2 separate regions of the Sus scrofa genome follow, and region 1 is linked to region 2. A link is a contact called in public HiChIP or PLAC-seq data. All regions are on one chromosome and are shown on one strand. The core of a region is the stretch at or near the end of the contact, and the rest is flanking DNA. Distances in the headings are between cores, read along the strand shown.

Evidence for each region. HiChIP or PLAC-seq counts read pairs in DNA pulled down with a chosen protein or histone mark.
Region 1: an H3K27ac HiChIP or PLAC-seq map of alveolar macrophages shows a contact between it and region 2. The contact joins two enhancer-like sites. A contact is called at or near these places in 5 of 47 Hi-C or Micro-C datasets (embryonic fibroblasts, epiblast stem cells, fibroblasts and 2 more) and 1 of 2 datasets of contacts at active chromatin or transcription factors (alveolar macrophages).

What each region holds. Positions count from the first base shown.
Region 1 is chr13:77,721,172-77,727,195 of Sscrofa11.1, reverse strand. All of the region lies in intron 5 of STAG1 (cohesin subunit SA-1), which reads left to right. Among named protein-coding and RNA genes, the nearest start is that of SLC35G2, 100 kb to the left of the region's middle. Within about 2 kb of position 3,980, at least 3 of the 83 cell types and tissues checked have an H3K27ac peak or open chromatin away from gene starts, as enhancers often do. A contact at or near this core is called in alveolar macrophages, where this site is marked.
Region 2 is chr13:77,620,586-77,626,782 of Sscrofa11.1, reverse strand. STAG1 (cohesin subunit SA-1) reads left to right here. Exons shown (of 38, transcript XM_021071121.1): 6 at 5,565-5,672. The coding sequence starts at 5,644. Among named protein-coding and RNA genes, the nearest start is that of SLC35G2, 200 kb to the left of the region's middle. Within about 2 kb of position 3,027, at least 1 of the 83 cell types and tissues checked has an H3K27ac peak or open chromatin away from gene starts, as enhancers often do. A contact at or near this core is called in alveolar macrophages, where this site is marked.

The DNA of each region.
Region 1 (6,024 bases), core at 2,731-5,230, 99 kb before region 2:
GGCTAGGGGTAAAATGGAAGCTGCAGCTACTAGCCTACGCCACAGCCCACAGCAACACAGGTTCCGAGCTGCATTTGCGACCTACACTACAGCTAACAGCAATGACAGCTCCATAACCCATTGAGCAAGGCCAAGGATCAAACCCATGTCCTCATGGATGCCAGTCGTTTTCGTTACTGCTGAACCATGACAGGAACTCCCTTGTTTTTAATATTTTAAGATATTGCCAAACTCTTTCCCAGAATGGTTTATCAGTATATGAGGGTTTCTGACTGGGATGTCTTTTTGATTAGATTTTAATATTGCACAAACTAGTTGCTATCAGCAAACAAGAATCACAGCATCATAAGATTTTATTATTTCAGTTAGAAAAAGATATTAAAATTCCACTTATATTAAATGCAAAAACAATGCCAAATGTTAAAAACCCCAGATTTCTACTAGACGAATGTACTTAATTGAAAAATTTCAATACAGCAAGGCAAAGCATTCTATAGAACTGTGGTTGAAATTTATTAATTTATTGAAAATAACTTCTAATTATGAAAAAACCTAAAACATAAAGATGAAGACAGAATGGTTTAGTGAATCCTCATGTACTCACCACCAGCTTCAAAATTGTTATTGTGTCCTGTCTTGTTTCATCTATACCTATATCCATACCCCCTCCTCATTATTATTACTATTGTTACTGTTATTACTATTGTGTGTGTGTGGTCACCCCATGGCATATGGATTTCCTGGGCCAGGGATAAGATCCAAGCCACAGTTGTGTGCCCTACACTGCATCTGCAGCAACGCTGGACCCCCATGCCAGGCTGGGGATCCAACCTACATCCCAGCACTGCAGAGGCACTGCAGAAACTCCTCCCCCATATTATTTTGAAGCAAACCAAAGCATCTTAAAGATAAATCCATTATCATACCTGAAGACATTAGTACTAATTCTTTACTAAGAATTTACTGCTTTTGAAGAGTGAGATACAGAAAGAAAAATTTAAATATGTCTACAGTTAAAAATGGAAATACTTAAAAATAGATTGCCAACCTCAGGAATTGGAGTGCTTTTATATAAATACATTAGTGTGTGTGTGTGTGTGTGTGTGTGTGTGTGTGTGTGTTTTAAAGAAATGTCTCCTCTTTTAGGGATTTTTCAGCCTTATATCTTCCTCTCCTCCCCCTAGAAAAAAATCGTAACAAAGTTTTGAGGGCGTAGAGGCTGGGGTTATGTTTTTATTTGGTCCATTTATGTGAGAATAATTCTTCAGAACATAGGATGAGGTTAGAAGGAATTTGCCACTTCTCATTGGACTTCACTTTATTCCTGCTTTGGAAATTGTTTTTGTCATTTACATTCAAAATTGAATTCCTAAATTTTACTTTCTGTAACGTGATTTGTTGATTAGGATTATGGATCCACTGGATACTGGCAGATCAGTGGTCAGGTTTTTGTCTTTTCTAAAAACACTACAGTGTTTCTTTTCCTGGTACATAGAATTTATTTTTTATTAGTATTAAATGCCTGTAACATCAAAATCAATGGTAACTTTATGATAAATGTGGGCTTTAATTTTAGATCCACTACTGATCTATTTATATAAGCCACTCTGCCTTTTTTTTTTTTTCCTGCCTTTCTCTAAGGCCAAACCCGCGGCCTATGGAGGTTCCCAGGCTCGGGGTCTAGTGGGAGCTGTAGCCACCGACCTATACCAGAGCCCCAGCAAACTAGATCCGAGCCGAGTTTGCAACCAACAACACAGCTCACGGCAATGCTGGATCCTTAACCCGCTGAGTGAGGCAAGGGATCGAACCTGTAACCTCATACCTCATGCTTCCTAGGCAGATTTCTTTTTTTTTTTTTTATTTTATTTTCCCACTGTACAGCAAGGGGGTCAGGTTATCCTTACATGTATACATTACAATTACAGTTTTTCCCCCACCATTTCTTCTGTTGCAACATGAGTATCTAGACATAGTTCTCAATGCTATTCAGCGGGATCTCCTTGTAAATCTATTCTAGGTTGTGTCTGATAAGCCCAAGCTCCCATCCCTCCCACTCCCTCCCCCTCCCATCAGGCAACCACAAGTCTCTTCTCCAAGTCCATGATTTTCTCTTCTGAGGAGATGTTCATTTGTGCTGGATATTAGATTCCAGTTATAAGGGATATCATATGGTATTTGTCTTTGTCTTTCTGGCTCATTTCACTCAGGATGAGATTCTCTAGCTCCATCCATGTTGCTGCAAATGGCATGATGTCATCCTTTTTTATGGCTGAGTAGTATTCCATTGTGTATATATACCACATCTTCCGAATCCAATCATCTGTCGATGGACATTTGGATTGTTTCCATGTCCTGGCTATTGTGAGTAGTGCTGCAATGAACATGCGGGTGCATGTGTCTCTTTTAAGTAGAGCTTTGTCCGGATATATGCCCAAGAGTGGGATTGCAGGGTCATATGGAAGTTCTATGTATAGATTTCTAAGGTATCTCCAAACTGTTCTCCATAGTGGCTATACCAGTTTACATTCCCACCAGCAGTTTTAACCACTGAGCCATGACGGGAACTCCCCCTTTTTTTTTTCCCCACTCTGCTTTATTGAGCCATAGTCCACATCTAAGTTGGAGATATTATAGTATCTATTTATGATTGTCTAAGTGATAAAATGAAAAGATTTGGTAAGTGCCTGTGGATTTTTTGGGGGTATGGGTGTTAGGGGTGGGTTACCAATACTGTGGGCTCCATGCATTTACAAAGAAGAGCAACAAGAAGTGAAAAACAGAGGGCAACAATTTATTAAGATCCTATCATATACAATTCATTGTGATAATTCATTTACATAAATACCTGCTTAATGCTTATGACAGTGCTGGAAGGGTTTATGTATTATTATCTTCATTCCAAAGGAAGGCTCAGAAATGTGAAGTGTTATGCGGAAGATATATATATTATCCTCACTTTATAAATGAGGAAGCTAAGGCTTGCAAAAGTGTAGTAATTTGCAGAAAGTATTACAGCCAGTTAGTATCAGAATTTGATCCCAGGAAAGCAATAATTTGAAAGTTTATACTTCTTTCTACTATCAAAAGTTGTATGCTAGGGAGAGAAAACACAGTCGGTTTTGCTCTTTTTGTCTTAAGCATTTAATGTTAAAAGCTACTTTGGCCAGTTTGAACGTTGTTGTTACATAGCCATGTTTGTGGGTTTGGTCAGTAATTTATTTAGGCTTTACAGAAAAGTGGAACATGAATTATTCTTTGTTATATCTGCATGGCTAAATTGGGTTTGTAACTAAGCATCCCAAGAAGCACGTGGTCACAGAACTTGTTATTAAGATTCAGATGTCAACAATTTTGCCATATATATTTACCACCTTTACTATTTGTTCAGTATTTTCTTAAATTGTCTTTTCCCCCTTGAGTTCATTTTGAAAGGAAACTAAAACATCAGAATTGAGTGAAAGTAATGTCATTTGCTATATATAGAAAGTAACATAAAATCAATAAACAACTATTAGATTAAAAACTTTTGATTAGTGTTGCACCTGGAACTATTCCTTAGCCACCAGTGATTGTGTATCACTCACTGGAAAACTCAGATTTGGAAGATTTAATCCTAAGAGTTTTATCTTGTTCCAAGATAAAATAAGCTGATTGAGAAAGATTGAACTAAGGAAGGTGCAGGTAGGTGTTCATACTAAGCAAGGGGAAGACCAGAGCAGAAACTATTTGTGACCTGGTCGATAGTGACTTCTTTATCTAAGTGACGTGAGCTATTAGAAGTGATTCACATCAATTTATATATGTATCTTATTTTACTACAGTAATTGAAAGATGTCTAGCAGATTTTTCCTGTTTATTTGCCTTTTGAAAAGACCTTTCAATTGTGACATAAAATACATGAAACATAAATGTACTGTTTAAATAGTTATTACAAAGTAAAGATTGTGAAACTAATTTGGTCAAGAACCAGGACATTGTCAACACTGGAGAAGTTCCTCTACTGCCTGCCTGTTTGCATTACAGCCTTTATGCTAAACGAACCATTATCCTGCTTTTCATGGATATCCTTTTCTTGTTTTAAAAAATATTTCTAGGTGTTCCCATTGTGGTTCAGTGGTAACGAACGCAACTAATATCCATGAGAACTCAGGTTTGATCCCTTGCCTTGCTTGGTGGGTTAAGAAGTTGGCATTGCTGTGGCTGTGGTGTAGGCTGGCAATTGCAGCTCCAATTCAGCCCTTATCCTGGGAACTTGCATGTGCTACAGGTGTGAGTCTTAAAAAAATAAAAATATTTCTACTTCCTAAATCTTTATTCCTAAATGCTGTAGCTTTGCTTCGTCTCTTTTACAGTTTCACATGGACAGAATCACACCCTATTTTTTGTGTCTTCTTTCATTCAGTGGTACATTTGTGAAATTCATCTAGTTTCATAAATAGTGAAAACTGTGCACCTATAGTTCATTTTTATTAAGTATTCAATTTTTTATTATGCCCAATTTATCCATTCTACTGTTGATATACATTAGATTATTTTCAGTTTGGGGCCATTATGAATAAGGCTTCTGAGAACACTATATATTTTTAATGCCTATGTGTTGCCTTTTCTGTTGGATCTATATTATTGAGTGGAATCTCTTGGTCCTAATGTATGTCATCAGAAAATGCCAAGTTGTTTTCCAAAGTGGTTTTATTATATTTTGCTTCTGCCAGCAGTATATAAGAATTCCCTTTCTGTCATATTCTCTTCAGCACTTAGTGCCAGTCTTGTAAAGTTTTAGCCATTTTTGAAGGTTTTAATTTGTATTTTCATTGGATACTAATAGTGTTAAGCACCTCAGTTTTGGCCATTTTGATAATTCGTTTTGTGAAGTGATTGTTCTTGTCACTTGCCCATTTTTCTATTGGATTGTCTCTGTTTTGATTCATAGAGGTTCTTTATATATTCTGAATATTGAGTCCCTTTGTCAGTTTAAATAGATCACTAGTATCCTTTTTTTTTTTGGCTGTGGCATGCAATGACTTGATGTGAGATCTCAGTTCTCAGTTTAGGGATTCAACCCAGGCCACAGCAGTGAAAGCATTGAATTCTAAGCACTAGAGCACCAGGGAACTCCCTAGATCACTAATACCTTTCATTCTGTAGTTGCCTATGTTGCTTTTTAAAATGGTATCTTTTGGTGCAGAAAATTTCTTACATAGTCACGTTCATCAGTCTTTTCCTTTATCCTTAGTGCTTTTTGTGCCATGTTTAAAAAAATCTTTCCTTACTTGGAGGTTATGTGGTTATTCTTCTGTGTCATCTAGAAGCTGTATTTACTTTTCTCATTTAGGTATATCCTTTACCTGGAAATGATTTTTTTTTTTTTTTTTTTTTGTCTTTTTGTCTTGTTGTTGTTATTATTGTTGCTATTTCTTGGGCCGATCCCACGGCATATGGAGGTTCCCAGGCTAGGGGTTGAATCGGAGCTGTAGCCACCAGCCTACGCCAGAGCCACAGCAACATGGGATCCCAGCCGCGTCTGCAACCTACACCACAGCTCACGGCAACGCCAGATCGTTAACCCATTGAGCAAGGGCAGGGACCGAACCCGCAACCTCATGGTTCCTAGTCAGATTCGTTAACCACTGCGCCACGACGGGAACTCCTGGAAATGATTTTTGAGTGTGTATTAGGCCACGTTTTAATGTGTTTTTATATGGATGTCTGGTTGTCCCAGCACCACTTAGGAACAAACAAAAAAATCAAAAACCTTTCCTACTGCTCTGCAGTTTCATCTTTTTATAATTCATGCCCATATATGTATGCTTTGTCCCTGAGCCTGCATCTTGTTAGATTAATCCGTTTGTCTTATCCTTGCACTAATATTGTTGCCTTTTTTATGGAGTTTAATGTTAACTCTGAATATCCTACAAAGCAAGTTTTCCCACCTTGTTCTTTTTTAAAGACTTCCTAGTCTTTGCATTTTCACGTGTATTTTAGAACCACCCTGTCAGTTTCTCCTGCCCCCCCCCCCCCCCC
Region 2 (6,197 bases), core at 1,778-4,277:
AGGTATACAACTATTTTATGTATTTTTATTTTAAATCATGTTGGAAACAAACATAGGAATTATAAACCAATGGGAGAAAAAAATTCATGTATACATATATGTGTAAGTTCCCATGCTGTACAGTGGGGGAAAAAAAGTGTGTTGGGGGAAATAACAATAAAAAATAAATCAAAAAATATATATAACAGAAAAAATAAAATAAACCAAAAAGTAAAAAAAAAAGTATTTATCTATGTAGCTAATTTTTCCAGTGATCACCTTTTTTCCTATGACTTCGACTTGTTTGTTGTTTCTTTTCTGCATGAAGGATTCCCTGTAATATTTCTTTAGGGTAGGTCAGGTCTAGCAACAAACTTCTTCAGTTTTTGTTTTTTTAGGAATATCTTGATTTCTCTGCCATTTTTGAGTGATATTTTGCTGAGTGTGGAATTCTTATTTGACAGTTTTCTTTCAGCATTTTAGATATGTCATATTACTGCCTTCTGTCTTCCATGACATTTAATGAGAAATTGACTAATAGTCTTACTGTGAATTCTGTGGATTACTTGTATATGACAAGGTGTTTTTGTTTGTTTTTGTGCTTCTTTAAAGATTCTCTCAATGTCTTTGGCTTTTACAGTTTGACTATACAGTTGGCCTTTGAATTACACAAGTTTGAATTGTACCTATCAAGTCTTATACAGGTTTTTTTTTAAATAAATACTAAAATAGGAGTTCCTTTCATGGCTCAGTGGTAATGAACCTGATTCGTATTGCTGGGGATACAGGTTCGATCCCTAGCCTAGCTCAGTGGGTTAAAGGATCTGGCGTTGCCATGAGCTGTGATATAGATCACAGATGCGGCTCAGATCCCATGTTGCTGTAGCTGTGGCACAGACTGGTGGATACAGCTCTGATTTGACCCCTGGCCTGTGAACGTCCATGTGCTGCAGGTGTGGCCCTAAAAAAGACAAAAACAAAACAAAACACAACCTAAAATGTTACATAGTCTGTGGTTAGTTGAATCCACTGGTTCAGAAGTGTGGATATGGAGGGCCAAGTATGAATTTATATGCAGATTTCGAACTACATGGGGTCAACGCCCCAACCCTGGCTTTGTTTAAGCGTTAGCTATAATTTGTATCTGTGAAACTCTTTAAAAAATTTTTTTTATCTTTTAAAGATTATTTTCCATTTACAGTTACTACAAAATGTTAGCTATATACCCTATGTTGTACAATACATCCTTGAGCCCATCTTATATCCAGCAGTTTGTACTTCCTACTCTCCCACCGCTATATCTCCTCAACCCTCCAACCAGTAATTTGTTCTTTATATCTGTGGGTGTGTCTCTTTTGAGTTTTTCCAACTTCTTGATTGTGTAGATTTCCATATTTGATTTAAAATTGGGAGGGTTTTTTTTTTTTTTTTTTGACTTTTTGTCTATATATTCTTTCTACCCCTTTCTCTTCATCTACTTCTGGAAGTCTGTGTTCTCTGGAAGTCTCACTTCAATAACTAAGCTTAACTGGAGATGGTTTCTGTCAAATTCTTTTTTTTTCCCCCTGTTAATGGGCCATACTTTAATGTTTCTTTGTATGCCTTTTGACTTTTGTTGTTGTTGTTGTTAAAAACTGGACATTTTGAATATTATAATGTTGAACTCTGTACACTTGATTCTCCTTCACATGGTTTACTGTCGTCTTCTTAAGGGCCACAGTCATTCTTTATTTACATTTCTAAACTCTTTGCAAGGACTGTATTCTTTGTCATGTGTGGTTACTGAAATTTTGTTGTCTTGGTGTTTAGCAGTCATTTCAGAGTTCCTTATCCAAGGGGAGTTGAAAGAAAAAAGGTAATCTCTTGATGTTTGCAGATAGTCTGTTAGCCAAAGTACTTCTTCAGGGATTAGCCTGTCTACAGCTCTCAGTATTCACGTTGTACTTGCAGAGAACAAAGATCAGCTAGAGTTGTAAGCCTGTGCTCTTCTAAGGTCTTGTCTTAAGAATTCGTCCAACCTGAGCATTCATGTAGCACTCTACATTTCCTGGTGTATGTGATAGCTCTTTAAAACCCTTATTCCTCCAAATATCTTACTCTTCAGTCTTTTTATTTTGAAACTGTTTAATGTTTTGCCATCCATCATCTCTTGCCCCAGGCAGCTACTTGTGTTGTATCTTTAAATACTATTGAAAGATAACACTCTTTCCAAAAAAGAAAAACCCTTCAAAATACTCAGCCACAGTTTTTGAGAACAGGTCCATGGTGTTCTCTTTGGCACCAGGAAGCTCCACCAGTAACTTGGTTTGCTGCCTTTTGTGGGCGACATTGAGCTGGGGGAGGGGAGATGGTATACAGGTGAACAAAAATGCTGCAATGCTTTCTTATCAGCTATAGTAGACTCTCTGGTAGACACTCTTTTTGTCATAAGTTTTTATTTGATTTTGGATGTCCACAAATGATGATTTTTGTCTTTTTTTTTTTTTTTTTTTTTTTTATTGTACCTGAGACATATGGAAGTTTCCAGGCCAGGGGTTGAATCTGAGCTGCAGCTGTGACCTCCACTACAGTTGTGGCAATGCCGGATACTTAATCTGCTGCGCCACAGCAGGAAGTTCTATTTTTGTCATTTTTTGCCAGGCTATGGGTTGCTTCACTGGATGGCCTAATAATTGGAGTTTTCTACTCCTCCATTTTTCCTTTCTTTCATTTTGAAAGAGTAGTAATTCAGGGTTCATGGTTTTTTCTTTTCCATTATTCCATTGTCTTTCACCTTAGGTAGTTTCTACCAAAAAGTTTGATATAATTTTATGTTCATTTTTCTTTTTGTGAGGAATTATGTTCCTTTAGCTTCCTTTTCTTTTTGGTGTGTGTGTGTGTGTGTGTGTGTGTGTGTGTGTCTTTTTTCCATTTCTTGGGCTGCTCCCGTGGCATATGGAGGTTCCCAGGCTAGGAGTCTAATCGGAGCTGTACCTGCCAGCCTATGCTAGAGCCACAGCAACACGGCATCTGAGCTGCGTCTGCAACCTACACCACAGCTCATCGCAACACCAAATCCTTAACCCACTGAGCAAGGCCAGGGTTGAATCCGCAACCTCATGGTTCCTAGTCAGATTCGTTAACCACTGAGCCACGATGGGAACTCCAACTTCCTTTTGAATTTTCTTAGTTTTTAAGCAATATTTATATTTTAGAATATTCTTCTTAAGAATTCTCTGATCTTTCATCTGTTTTAATGTCTTAAATTATTTTTACAAAGTTCTTTGTTATTTCTCAAGATTTTTTTCCTATTTCATATATATATATATATATATATATATTTTTTTTTTTTTTGGGGGGGGGGGCCTCTTCACTGCATGTGGAGTTCCTGGTCCAGGGATCAGATCTGAGCCACAGTTGTGACTTAAGCCGCAGCTACGGCACTGCCAGATCCTTAACCCACTGTGCCAGGTTGGAGATCAAACCTATGTCCCAGCGCTGCCAAAAAACTCCACCTATTCCATTGTGCCACAGTGGGAACTCTTCAAATTTTTATTTTTCCTCTATCTTTCCTTTTTGATACTGTATCATGGCCTATCTTGGATGCTCTCTTTTGTCTCACTTCCTCTGGTATTCTTTTTTTCTTTAATAAACTTATTTTTTAAGGGAAGTTTTAGATTCACAGCAGAATTGAACAAAAGGTAGAAAGATTCCTCCTATAATCCATGTTCCCATATACATACAGCCTCTCCCTCTATTAATATCCCACATCAGGATGGTATATCTGTTACAGTCAGTAAACCTGCCTTGCACATGTCATTATTACTCAGTGTCTGTAGTTTATATTAGGGTTCACTCTTTGTGTTATATATTCTGTAGGTTAGATGTACCTATCATGGTAGTATCATACAAAATAGTTTCACTGCCACCAAAATCTTTCTTCCCACTGTTCATCTCTCCTACCTGATAACTTCTGACAGTCACTGATATTTTCACTGTCTCTATAGTTTTGCCTTTCCCAGAATGCCATATAATTCAAATTATATTGTATGTAGCTTCTTTGACTTAATAATATTCATTTGAGTTTCCTTCATGTCTTTTCCTGACTTGGTAGCTCATCTCATTTTAGTGTTAAATAATGTTGCATTATCTGCATGTACCACAGTTTATTTATCCATTCACCTTCTAAAGTTTTCTGTTTTAGCAATTTTGAATAATGCTGCTATAAACATCTTTGTGGAGGCTTTTGTATAGATGTAAATTTTCAGTTAATTTGAGTAAATACCAAGGAATGTGATTGCTGGTAGTACTGGTTGATTGTAGTCTATCTATTCTGGCATATTCATTTTATTTTAAAATAATTTTCTTTTTCAAAGACCTAAATGGGGAGTTTCTGCTGTGGCACAGTTAAGAATCTGACTGCAGTGGCTCAGGTCACTGCAGAGGTATGGGTTTGCTCCCCTGCCTGGTGCAGTAGGTTAAAGCATTTGACATTGTCACAACTGTGGCATAGGTCACAGCTACAGCTCAGATTCAGTCCCTGGCCTGGAACTTCCATATATTGTGGGTGTGGCCATTAAAAATAAAATGACCTAAATGGACATTTTCCTAAAGAAGGTGTGCAAATGACCAAAAACTACATGCAAAAGTACTCAGTATCACTAATCATTAGGGAAATGAAAATCAGAGCCATAATGAGATATCATTTCACACCTGTGTTAGGATGTCTTATCAAAAATACAAAATATATATTCTGGTTGAGAATATGAGGAAGATGGAACCCTTATTTACTGTTACTGCAAATGCAAAGTGTTACAGCCTCTGGAAAAGAGAATGGAGATTCCTCAAAGAATTAAAAATAAAACTGCCTTATTATACAGCAATCCCACTTCTGGGTATAAATCCAAAAGAAATGAAATCAATTTCCCAAAGAGATAGATGTACTCCTGTGCTCATAGCAGCATTGTTCACCATAACTAAGGGGTGGAAACAACTTTAGGGTTCTTGGACATATGAATAAAGAGAACTTGGGTGTGTATGCGTGTGTGTGTGTGTGTGTGTGTGTGTGTGTGTGTGTGTGTACAGTGGAGTATTAGTCTTTAAAAAAAGGGAAATATCGTTTGACAACATAGATTAACTTGGAGGGCATTATACTAAGTGAAATAAGCTAGACAGAGAAAGATAAAGATTATATGGAATCACTTATATGTGGAATCTTAAAAAAGGGGAAGGAATTCATAGAAAAGAATGCAAAAGTGTGGTCACCAGAGGTCATGTGGTAGGGGGAATAGGGAGGGGTTGGTGAAAGAGTACAGATTTTGTTATAAATGAATATGGTCTGAGGATCTAAAGTATAATATGGTGATTATAGTTGATAACACTGTTTTGTATAATTGACATTTGTAAGAGGGTAGAACTTAAATGTTCAGAACCAAAAAAAGTAAAATGTGAGATGATGGATGTGTTAGTTAACTCAGTGGGAGAAAGCCCTTCACAATGTATCCATATAGCAAATCCTGCTATAAATATCTTACAATTTTATTTGTCAGTTATACCTCAGTAAAACTGGAAAATAATTTTCTTTCTTTTTTTTTTTTAATTCACAGGATTGCCTTTGAGGTTGTTTTAAATTGAGTTGCACAGCACTTGATTCTTTTGCTCCATTGTGGAAAGATCTTTACAGCAATGATTACTTCAGAGTTACCAGTGTTACAGTAAGTATTATAGCTTTCTTTTTTTTTTAATGCATGTAACACTTTTTCTATATCGAAATGCTCTCATTAATGAGACACATCAAATATGTTATCTGATAGTTGAGCAATATGTTTGAAATAAAAGAACTCTTAGGAGGTGTAGTTGCCATATTCATCTGTGGCTCTTGCCATATTGTAATGTCACTGTGTTCTGTGTTACTGAACAAAAAACCATGTTAGGAGTCAGTAAATTATGACCACAGGCCAAATCCAGCATGTGGACTTTTTTTTTTTTTTTTGTCTTTTTTTTTTGCTATTTTTTGAGCTGCTCCCGCGGCATATGGAGGTTCCCAGCTAGGGGTCGAATTGGAGCTGTAGCTGCCGGCCTACGCCACAGCCACAGCAACGCGGGATCTGAGCCATGTCTGCAACCTATACCATAGCTCACGGCAACGCTGGATCATTAACCCACTGAGCAAGGGCAGGGACCGAACCCGCAACCTCATGGTTCCTAGTCGGATTCGTTAACCACTGCGCCACGACGGG